Regions from separate parts of the Mus musculus genome. Here regions 2 and 3 are each linked to region 1. Evidence: chromatin contacts called from public Hi-C data. All regions are on one chromosome and are shown on one strand. Each heading gives the region's core, a stretch centred on a gene start, on an enhancer-like site or on the middle of the called end of the contact. The rest is flanking DNA. Distances are from core to core; before and after follow the strand shown.

Region 1 (3,600 bases), core at 321-2,820:
AATACAGATGTTAAAGCACCGTTTGCCTCAAGGCCAGCCAGCATTTTACCGTACTTCTAGGTTTTCATTTTATTATTTTAGTTTTTATTTTTGTCTGTGCCTTTGGAGACACATTTCTTTTTACAGAAGTCTGACACACCCCGAGCTTGTAGGGACATCTCATGCCGAGGGATCTCCCATCCATTTCTGCTCCAGTGAGCATGATAGAGAGTGGAAGCAGAGGTTGCTGAAAGAACTGCCTGGCTTCAGTGGGCCTACTATGTGCTGACTTTTGGCAGGGTCAGTCAATCACAAGCCTTCGCTGTTTAACTATAGCTTACTGGCCATCACCACTTGGGGACGGAGCTTCCCGGAGTCATCCAGTTGCCCCAAGCAGAAATGGGCTGTTTATTTGCTCTCTCAACAGGCAGGTGCATTTGTACAGGGAAAATGGACCCTCAGGGCAAAGCAGGCCTTTTAATCCACTACCTCCAAACCAACCAGGTGCTGAGAGAATGATTAGTAATTCATCGTTTCAATAAAAACATTAGAGAAAAGAGCCTCAGCAGAGAATACTAATAACCTATTGCAAACCTTCAGCTTATATTCAAGGCCAGCTGGGGTTATGCAGTGCGACTTTCTCTCAAAGATCAAAACAAAATTAAACTGACAACCTATAAACATATTTTGACACTAGTAGAATCCAGCGGTCCAAAGTATGTACAATTAATTTTCATGGTCATATTTTATCACTGGTCAACAAAGCTGAAGGGGAAACTCTGAGGGGCTGCATAACATAATGCCGTCCTTTAAAAACCCTATAGGTGGAACAACAATATGAACTAACCAGTACGCTCGTGTTTCTAGCTGCATATGTAGCAGAAGATGGCCTAGTCGGCCATCATTGGGAAGAGATGCCCCTTGGTCTTGCAAACTTTATAAGCCCCAGTACAGGGTAACGCCAGGGCCAAGAAGTGGGAGTGGGTGGGTAGGGAAGCACGGCGGGGGGAGGGTATAAGGGACTTCCGGGATAGCATTTGAAATATAAATGAAGAAAATATCTAATAAAAAAATTGGATGAAAAAAAAAAAAAACACCTCACTTCTAAGAACTCGAAACAGTGATTTGCAAACTGGGGGCCTTCCCCCTACCCCTTTCTTTCTTTACGAAGACAAAGACACACACACATAACGTTGCCTGGCCGATCTCTTACCTGGACAAGGATGATTTTAAGCTTTTGATCCTCCTGCCTCCACTTCCTTCGTGCTGGGATTATAGTGCTAGTGTATGCGGTGCTGGGGATGGAATCCACGGCTTCCTGCAGGCCACGGGAACTCCACTACTGAGCTATGTCCCCAGATGCAAATTGGGTTCTAATGGTAACCCCTCACCCATACCGGTAAGCAAAGGCCATAGCCGGCTCTAAAGGCTAACGTGCATGTGACACATACACTCACAGCGGCAGTGTGGTCTTCAATTACAGCAGAAAGCGCGAATAGTATTCCCAGAAGAGAGCAGTTAAACCCAGACATGCTGCCTTTGGGACTTTGCTGAATCAGCTTCCTGTGAGTCCGAAGCAGCTACTGTCGGAGAACAACAACAAGGAGTGAGGAGGAAGTGCTTCAAAGTACCAAGTGTGTGTGAGAGCGGACCCAGGGCAGTGGTGTGGCAAACTTAGTTTTGATTTGAAACAGGGGCTCCTGTTGCCCCAGCTGCCTTGACTTTCCTGGGCACGAGAATGCTCCTGCCTCAGTTTCCCCTGCACTTGGGACTACACTGGCTTTTGCTTTCACAAAGCGGCCTGGGAAAGAGGAGTGAGAGATTCTTAATGGTTAATGGTTAATGGTTTCCTAGCTTCTAAGCTTCAGTGTGTGTGTGTGTGTGTGTGTGTGTGTGTGTGTGTGTGTGGTGTCTTGCATGTGCCATGTAGTATGTATGGAGATCAGAGTACAACTCTGTAGACTCGGTTCTCTCCTTCTACCTTTGTGTGAGTTCTGAGTACTTGGGTAAGGAGAATTCTGTATATTGCGGGTTTGGGGTGGAGAGATGGTTGGACCGATAAGAACTCTCGCTGCTCTTTCAAGAGGATTGGTTTCTAGCACTCACACCATGCAATGTAATTCACAACCATCTGTAATGCTAGCTTTAGAAGATCAGAAACCCTTTACAGGCGTCTGAAGGTATGTGCATGCGCGCGCGTGTGCACACACACACACACACACACAGAATGTAAATCTTTATATTTTTATTTTATGTATATGAATGTTTGCCTGCATGTGCACCACGTGTGTTCACCTTGCCCAAGAAGCCAGAAGAAGGTTTGAAACTGGAGGTAGAGATAGCTTTGAGCCGCCATGCAGGTGCTTGGAACAGAATCCAGCTCTTTGGCAAGAATAGCAAACACTCCTGACCCCTGAGCCACCTCTCCAGCTCCCAAAACAAGTCTTTTTTAAAGGAAAGCACTTCTATCCTTCTGAGCCATCCCCTTGGCTGGCCCTCAGCCTAACTTAAAATCTACACCTTGCAGTGTAGGTTTGAGAGGAAGCAATCCCAGAGTACCTCTCCTGCTTATGACCTATCTCAGCACAGGCCAGCTACCAATCATTGCTTGAATGCGATTTCTCTGAAGCGGTGTGAAGTAGCGACCTCTTGTGGCCATTTGCAGTAATTTCGATGGCTCTTGTTGAATTGCCAGCCCAGCGTTCCTTTATGGCTTGGACACTCTTTAACCTCTCTGCTGCCCCTTTTGAACTGTAACTGCTAGTGAAATGCTGAAAAAATGATGACCCCCCCCCCAGTCGCCTCTTCCTTCGTTAGTTACAAATAAAAACAGGATGGTGGGTAGACCTAAAATACCAGACGCACTGGAGGTGGCACCAGCTACAGGTTAAGGTTTATGCTTTGAGTTTGCTGTGTGACCTTGGAGAACTTGAACAGCCTCTCTGTACCCTTCCTGTTAGGTGAGTCAGTAACTCATGTGAGGGTTAAATGAGATAGTTTGAGGAACTGATTCAAAGATTTCTGCAGTGATTGTATAGTTTAAATACATCATGAGATTCTGTTGTTCTGACCTGTAAGAGGGAGAGGTAAGATGGCCACAAGTTGCTTGTGTTTTATCCTTTTATAATTTGTTACTTTGTGTCCCACTCCGAGCCTCTTCCTTCCAGGAGGGCCCTCCCCAGTCTGTGGTTGTTAGTGCTAGCTCACTTATTTGGGTCTGCAACTTTGTGGAAAGCGGTATGTTTTCTAGGTAATTCATTTTGGGTGACTGGTTTCTGGAGGGAAATGCAGGCTTTTCATAGTTCCTTTGCTGACAATTCAGTGTGCTGGTCCTGGTGGCTTGGGTACATTTCTGAACCAAGAAAGAAACTGATTCCAGGAAAATGTAATCTTTACGGTGATCTGTTAGAGGTCCGCAATAAATAGCATCCGGCTTACTTATGACAGCACAGACACCCGTGTGTTCCTGCCTGGGGTCACCAGGCTCAGCCAAGCTGTGGCTTAACTTGGCTCTCTCCCTTCCTCTTCCTGTCTCCTTCGTTTCTCAACAAAACATTAGAACCCAGGTAGAATCTGTGAGCTGAGCTGTGCTCATTAGCGTAGAGTGGTAGAAGGCGACTG
Region 2 (3,424 bases), core at 545-3,044, 150 kb before region 1:
ATAAAGGAAAACATTTAATTGGGACTGGGTTACTGCTTCCATTATTATTGTGGCAGGGAACATAGCAGTATGTAGGCATATATGATGCTGGAGAAGGGACTGAGAGTTCTTCACCTTGATTCTAAGGCAGCAGAAGGAGACTGAGCTTCCAACAGGGCTATACCTCCAAATACTGCCACTCCTTACAGGCAAAGCATTCAAACATATGAGTCTGTGTGAACCATTCTTATTTAAACCACCACAAGGTGTGTCATTGGGTGGATTTGAGGTTTCCAAAGCTCACACCAGGTCCAGTCTCTCAGGATGGGGATCCCAGCTACTTCTCCAGTCACGTGTGCCACCATACTCCTCAACTACGTGATAAGGGACGGAACCTCTGAAACTGTAAGCAATTCCCCAATTAAATTCTTCCTTTTGTAAGAGTTGCCTCAATCATGGTGCATCCTCACAGCAATAGAACAGTGCCTAAGTCCCCCAACTCTCTTTTCTTCTTCTGTGGCGAGACAGGGCCTCAAGTTGCTCAGGCTGCCCTCAAACTTGCTGTGTAGTTTGGGATAACCTTGAACTCCTAATCCTTCTGTGTTTGCTTCCTGAGGGTTGGGAGTGTAGGTATGAGTCATGACGCCTAGTTTATGGGGCACTGGAGATGGAATCCAAGGTTTTATGCATACTGGGCAAACACTACACCAAATACCCATATCTTGTTTATGGTCTATTGATAAGAATACTTTCTTGTCACCCAAAAGGTGAAATCTGATTTCACATTTTGAAATTACTTAATGCTGCTGCCCATGGGCTTGTGGTCATCTGAGGATAGGTGATCTAGTTGCCTGCTACTCCTGTACTCAAGGAGTCCCTGTGGCACCTGGGATCTATAGGAACAGCCTAGCCTTGCAAAGCTCTATCCATCTGCTAACAGCTGCTCACAGATGCCTGTACCTTACAGGTTGGGGTAGATACTCCAGTTAGACACAGAGAAGACACCAATGTAAGACTGAACCAGAAGAAGGCTCAGAGTCATTTGAGAAGAGGAATCTTGGGTAGCTGCAGTAAGATTTAGAGGTAAGAGTAATCAGTGTGTGTGTACAGGAGAGGGAGAATTAATCCTCTAAAGCATGAGGTTATGGGTTGGACATCTTACCCACCCTATAAGGCAGGGCCCAGAAGCCTCCATGAGCTAGCATTAAGGGCTGAAACTATCCTCCGAATGTTGAACTGTTATCTTTTTCCAGAGTGAACTGTTCACGTTTCTAGCTTGACTACCTTTATGGGCTTCTGGATGTGCCATCACCCACAGTGAAATAGGTAGCAAAAGGCAAAAGACTTCCTAGGAAGGTGCCAGATGTTACCAGAAGCTTGGGTTGCAGAGAAAACACTAAAGCAGGGCCCTGAGACCATGCTTTCTTCTAGGATGTCTTCAAACGCACGATTACCACCTTACTTGACTCTGAACCCTTTGACAAGGTGCTCATGACTTCTCCTTCTCTGCCTTCTCTCCCCATTTAAAGATTCCAGCAGGGCCAGCTGAGATAGATTCATCTCCCCTCTAGTGATGATCCACCCACTCACCCACTCACCCATCCATCCACCCACCCACATCCATCCATCCATCCATCCACCCACCCACCCACCCATCCACCCACCCACCCATCCATCCATCCATCCGTCCATCTATCTTTCCCCATCTGTTATTAATGATTTTGTGTATGAGTGCGGGAGGGCTCAAGGACAGATCACTCCCTGCTAGCCTCTGTATAGTGACTCATCTGGGGGTGGAGCTCGAGGTGAGCCACACCTGAGAAATGTGCCTTTTGAGTACTGAAGGCTTTGCACTTGATTTAACTATTTCAAACAAGGTAACTGGGGTAATGAGAACAAAACTGCTGTTGACATTTCCTCATATCATACTAGGAACTTAGAAGGAGTTCCTTCGCCCTCCTCTCCCCTCCTCCCCCTTCTTCTCCCAAGCCTCTCCCATTCAATCTATGTTCCTTAGCTCATTTCCTGCAGGGTGATTTCAGGTTCAACCTGTTTTTAAGTTTATGAATCATATCAGTGACTCAAAGCCAACTTGGGTGAAAAAAAGTTAGCTTCTATAAGAAACCAAACCTAGAAAGGAATGTGGGATCTTATTCTCAGAACCTTTGGCAGACACCCACTAAAGCATTATTCATTTATTGATTCAGCAAAAATATGCTGTGGGCACACTCAATGACACTGTGTAGGAAGGCAATTAAAAGCTTTTATCTGAATTATCTGAATGCCACTAGGTTGTCTTTATAGATATATATTAAATAAATATAAATAAAATGTGGTATATATACATATATATAAATATAAATTATATATATATAAGCACAGAGTGGAACCATACTCAAAAGTACTGCAAACTATAAACCAGTCAAGAGAGGGCCAGGCATGGTGATATATGCTTTAATCCCAGCACCTAGGAGGCAGAGGCAGAGGCAGAGGCAGAGGCAGAGGCAGAGGCAGAGGCAGAGGCAGAGGCAGAGGCAGAGGCAGAGGCAGAGGCAGAGGCAGAGGCAGAGGCAGAGGCAGAGGCAGAGGCAGAGGCAGAGGCAGAGGCAGAGGCAGAGGCAGAGAGGCAGAGGCAGAGGCAGAGGCAGAGGCAGAGGCAGGAGGCGGAGGCACACAGGTCTCTGTGAGTTTTCGGCCAGTCTGGTCTCACCCTAAGTCACAGGCCAGATATCCTACTTCATCGATCCTTGCCTGGCTACATTCATTGCGGCTCTAGTTGCAATAGATAAGAAGTGCATAGAACACAAATACAAATATACTTCAAGTGCTGAAGCAATGTGACTCAATGTGGAATGCTATTCAGTTGTTAAGAAAAATGAAATCATGAATAGATTTAGAAAAAAAATTATCCTGAGTGAGATAACCCAGACCTGGAGAGACAAATATGGTATCAAATACGATATGTTTTCCCTTATCTAGAACTGGAGGATCAGGCAGAGAAGGGGCTAGAACTGGAGGATTAAGTGGAAAAGAGGGACCTGGGAAGGAATATGGGGAGAGTCACTTAAAATTAAGGGCCATTTGAGGGATTGTATGGAAATTTAATATGGTAGAAGCTTCACAAATAAATACATATTTAAAGGCAATCTAAATGAAATTGCCAAATAAAGGGGGAGACACAGGCCCAGCCAGACATCTCTTGTCACTAAATGAAGCTTCCAATGCTAGAAATTGGTTACATCTCATTGAATTGTTGGCCAAAGGAGTCCCATGTTTTATACAAATTGATGGCAAAGCTGTATTGCTGAAGACAACGCCTACCCGAAATTAAGCTGGTGCCTATCCAGAGCCTTCATCCCTATGGGTAAGTGTTCTTGGTACTGGAAGAATTTTGGTATTTTTTACGACCTAAGGAGAAAAATAAACACTAACTGCCAATCCTTCC
Region 3 (3,498 bases), core at 748-3,247, 170 kb before region 1:
CCTGGGGGTCCAAGGAGGTCCCATGGCTGCCAAGGGACATGGAAACACGTTTAGTCACATACTGTTCTATGTCCTGATCAGGACAGTAGTCACATATATATATCACAAACACACACACATATATATGTATGTATATATATATATATATATATATATATATACATACATACATATATTCAGAGATGTGCATACAGCAAAGAGCAAACTCATTGCACATAAATTATATTGTATAGTTTATAAAATATCAACAAGGGCCTTCAGATGGGAGAAACTGACATTACAAGTTTCACTATTTTCCTTCAAACGTGGTTTCCCATCAATTCAACAGGGATTAAGTGTATATGTGTATCATTAATTGTGTTAAGCATTTTGGAAATCATTAAAAGAAGTTTAAGACAATCTTGAGTTGTCTATGGACATGAGTAATGATTCTACATCTTCCAAAGGTTTTGTGTTTTTTAGATTATATAGCTGGGGCGTATGAAGAAGGAGATGAAGAGACTGGCCTCTGAGCAATGATGCTGACAACAGAGATGGAGGGTTGTAGGATCTGGATCCTGCCTGGCAGATTAAGCACACACTGTAGGACAAATTGTGGTTGACTGAAGACAAGAGCTCCTCAGGTTGCGCAGAATTTTCAGACATTTGTTACTCAGAAAGCTGGGCAGTTCACAGTTTTAGTCTTGGGCCCAGGCCTTAATCTGTGTCTATGTCATGACAGTGGGGACGGTGGAGGGAAGTGGGTAAATCTATAAATCTTAAAACACTAGAAAGGGTTGGGGTGTTCTTTCCAACAGAGCTGTGTGGTACACCCACGCCCCCAACTTCTGTATGTAAGCCATTCCTTCTAAATGAGGTCTACCCAAGTACCCTAAAAAAACAAACCAAAAAAACCCGAAACCCATTATCAGTCCTCGCAAGCCTAACCATTATCAGTCCCCGCAAGCCTCCATATCCTGCTCTACGTTCTTTCCCATAGTGCTTATCTTCTTGCTTCAAAGCATTCTTGACTGCCTGGAATGCCTGCTGTTTACTGTCACCTCCTCGCTAGAATGCAAGCCCACCATGTTAGGAACCATTGGTTATTTTGTGCATGGACAGATAGTAGGTGCTCAGCAGATATTTGAAAACTCACTAATAATGGCTCTGATTAGCATTCACAGAGCAGATCCCGGACCCTGACACACCAAGCAACGTCAAATAGTTACCGTCCCTTGATGAAGTAAGACAATTCTTGTTTGCCATTTCAGAAAGAAGGAAACAGGACCACAGACAGGTTAGGAGGAACCAAGGTTGCCTATAAAACTAGTAAAAAAGTGGTACCATGGTCCAGACACGAAAATACTTCTCAACTCAGAAATATGGATCCCAGAAAGCAAGAATGAGCAAGCTACTGGGGACTGGCTGGCACTTGGAAGCCAGATGGTTTTGGATCGGCAGGTCTAAATCCTTAGCTAACTGTGTCAGAGGAAGCCATTTTAAGGAGTACATTCTCCATGAAAAACCTGGCAAGACACAGAAAAACATAGAGGCGAGGAAAGGGCTTTTATAGAGTAATACAAGTGAGAATTATACTCAAGTTTTTCATTTCTCAGTAATTAGATTCCGTTTAAATTCACATCTTTAAAAAAGGTGAATGCAGGCTGAATTTCCCTTATCCCATATTTTGGGTAAAATGTACCTAAAATAAAATCTACCTAATGTTAGCAAATTACTAACATCTCTTCATGTAAGTAATTAATTTGGTTTCTGTTTTGCCCTGCAGATGGGACAATTTATTATTACTGCTAATAAATCTCTAGGAATTAATTGTTGAGATGGGATTAACAACCCCAAAATGGTTGGAAGAAAATCTTAATTTGGATCATGTTTTCCTAACTCTGTCAGCAGCTTCTGATTATAAAAATAGTCTCAACCCCCTTAGGCGGGACTTACTCTTCCGGTGTCTGCGGAGGGCAGGGTGACCTTTCACTCGCTTTTGATGACCGCCCTCTTGTGGTGGATCGTGAGGATGCACGCCTAGCTCCAAGGTTCTTTGTGAGAGAGCCCAGCCCCGCGTGGTCTAGAATATTCTGGGATCTCCCTGGTGAAGATTTCCTTGCTCCCCTCTTCTTCTCGGGGAGTCTGTAATGTTCTGTAAACACAAGGACAAATATATTGCTGTTGTTTCTATATTGTATTTTTGACTGTTTATTTTTGTGGCAACTGCTGTTACTGTGGCCAATTTTAGTCGTAATTATTTTCCTCTTCCTGCTTTACAGAGGGTTGTAAGAAAATGTGAATAGAAGAAAATCAAGAAGGCTAAAGGGATTTCTTCTCATCCACGCTTTTAACTTCACTCCACCAAATGGCTGCGATAGTTTTTGTTTGTTTTGTTTGTTTGTTTGTTTGTTTTTCTTTCCTTAAAAATACAAGGTAAAACCAAACAGAAACCTGGAGGTGGAGAGTGGTAGCACAGGCTGGTGTCTAATCTCAGCACTTGGAGGATCTCAAGTTCGGGCCTAACCAGGGCTACATAATAAACAAATGGACAAAATGCCAAAGGATGATAGATACATAGTTACGCCTGAGAAATAACAGGCTTGAGATTGTAAATTCTCTCACTTAGCAGTTGCTTTAAGTTTTAAGGTTCTAAACCTTAGGAGAGGTCGAACATCAGATATCCTGTATGTCAGCTATTTACATTATGATTCACAACAGTAGCATAGTTACAGTTATGGAGTAGCAACAAAAATAATTTTATGTTTGGGAATCACCACACCATGAGGAACTGTGTTAAAGGGTCACAGAATCAGGAAGGTTGAGAAGCGCTGCCTTGATGTTAAAGAGAAAGTATAAAGCTGACAGAGGAACGGCATTTGTATCAACTCTTCTACAGGGTCTCTCATGCACAGACACTGTGTATAATGTCTCTTGGAAATGTAAACCTATGGTCCTAGCTACAGCTGAGCTTATTTAATGGGTGTCACTTAAATTTTACTTAAGCAAGGGACAATGTCTCTATATACACACACACATATATATATAATATATATGCATGTATATACATATATAATATAAACACATACAATATATACATATATAATATATACTATATAATGTTTTTATTATTGAAAAGTTCATACATGTATATAACATTCAATCAATAACATCCACCTCCCTTCCTCCACCTGGACCCCCCAGACCCACTCCTACCTAATTTCGTATCCCCTCTTTTCTAGCCCACTGATTACTATTTGTGCTGCCCATATGTGAGCGGGTGTGAGACCATCCACTGAAGCACTGTTGTCGTACTATAGATCACACTTGTCTTTGTTAGGGTTTCTGTTGCTGCGATGTTGTTGCCATGGCCAAAAAGCAAGCTGGGGAAGAAAGGGTTTCCTTAGCTTGTACATCTACATTGCTGGTCACCACTGGAGGATGTCAGTGCAGGAACTCAAGCAGGATAGGAACCTGGAGGCAGGAGCTGATGCAGAAACCATAGAGGGGTGCTGCTTA

The links. A called contact is a pair of places that touch in the nucleus more often than the background predicts.
Region 2: a Hi-C map of CD8 T cells shows a contact between it and region 1, with 4 times the contacts expected there. The contact joins two enhancer-like sites. A contact is called at or near these places in 10 of 39 promoter capture datasets (the 3T3-L1 cell line, the C10 cell line, embryonic stem cells and 4 more), 10 of 15 datasets of contacts at CTCF or cohesin (CD8 T cells, the G1E-ER4 cell line, the NIH/3T3 cell line and 6 more), 315 of 484 Hi-C or Micro-C datasets (the 3T3-L1 cell line, 3T3-L1-derived adipocytes, the 4T1 cell line and 150 more), 48 of 115 datasets of contacts at active chromatin or transcription factors (CD4 T cells, CD4 single positive thymocytes, CD8 T cells and 31 more) and 4 of 9 other capture datasets (adipose tissue, embryonic stem cells, embryonic tail and 1 more).
Region 3: a Hi-C map of CD8 T cells shows a contact between it and region 1, with 6 times the contacts expected there. The contact joins two enhancer-like sites. A contact is called at or near these places in 10 of 39 promoter capture datasets (the 3T3-L1 cell line, the C10 cell line, embryonic stem cells and 4 more), 10 of 15 datasets of contacts at CTCF or cohesin (CD8 T cells, the G1E-ER4 cell line, the NIH/3T3 cell line and 6 more), 312 of 484 Hi-C or Micro-C datasets (the 3T3-L1 cell line, 3T3-L1-derived adipocytes, the 4T1 cell line and 151 more), 52 of 115 datasets of contacts at active chromatin or transcription factors (CD4 single positive thymocytes, CD8 T cells, the SCID.adh cell line and 31 more) and 4 of 9 other capture datasets (adipose tissue, embryonic stem cells, embryonic tail and 1 more).

The regions. Positions count from the first base shown.
Region 1 is chr13:30,257,496-30,261,095 of GRCm38.p6, forward strand. No RefSeq gene overlaps it. Among named protein-coding and RNA genes, the nearest start is that of Gm40863, 24 kb to the left of the region's middle. Within about 2 kb of position 1,571, at least 31 of the 459 cell types and tissues checked have an H3K27ac peak or open chromatin away from gene starts, as enhancers often do. A contact at or near this core is called in the Ba/F3 cell line, CD8 T cells, the SCID.adh cell line and 6 more, where this site is marked.
Region 2 is chr13:30,107,412-30,110,835 of GRCm38.p6, forward strand. No RefSeq gene overlaps it. Among named protein-coding and RNA genes, the nearest start is that of Mboat1, 27 kb to the right of the region's middle. Within about 2 kb of position 1,795, at least 42 of the 459 cell types and tissues checked have an H3K27ac peak or open chromatin away from gene starts, as enhancers often do. A contact at or near this core is called in CD8 T cells, where this site is marked.
Region 3 is chr13:30,083,199-30,086,696 of GRCm38.p6, forward strand. No RefSeq gene overlaps it. Among named protein-coding and RNA genes, the nearest start is that of Mboat1, 52 kb to the right of the region's middle. Within about 2 kb of position 1,998, at least 92 of the 459 cell types and tissues checked have an H3K27ac peak or open chromatin away from gene starts, as enhancers often do. A contact at or near this core is called in the Ba/F3 cell line, CD8 T cells, the SCID.adh cell line and 6 more, where this site is marked.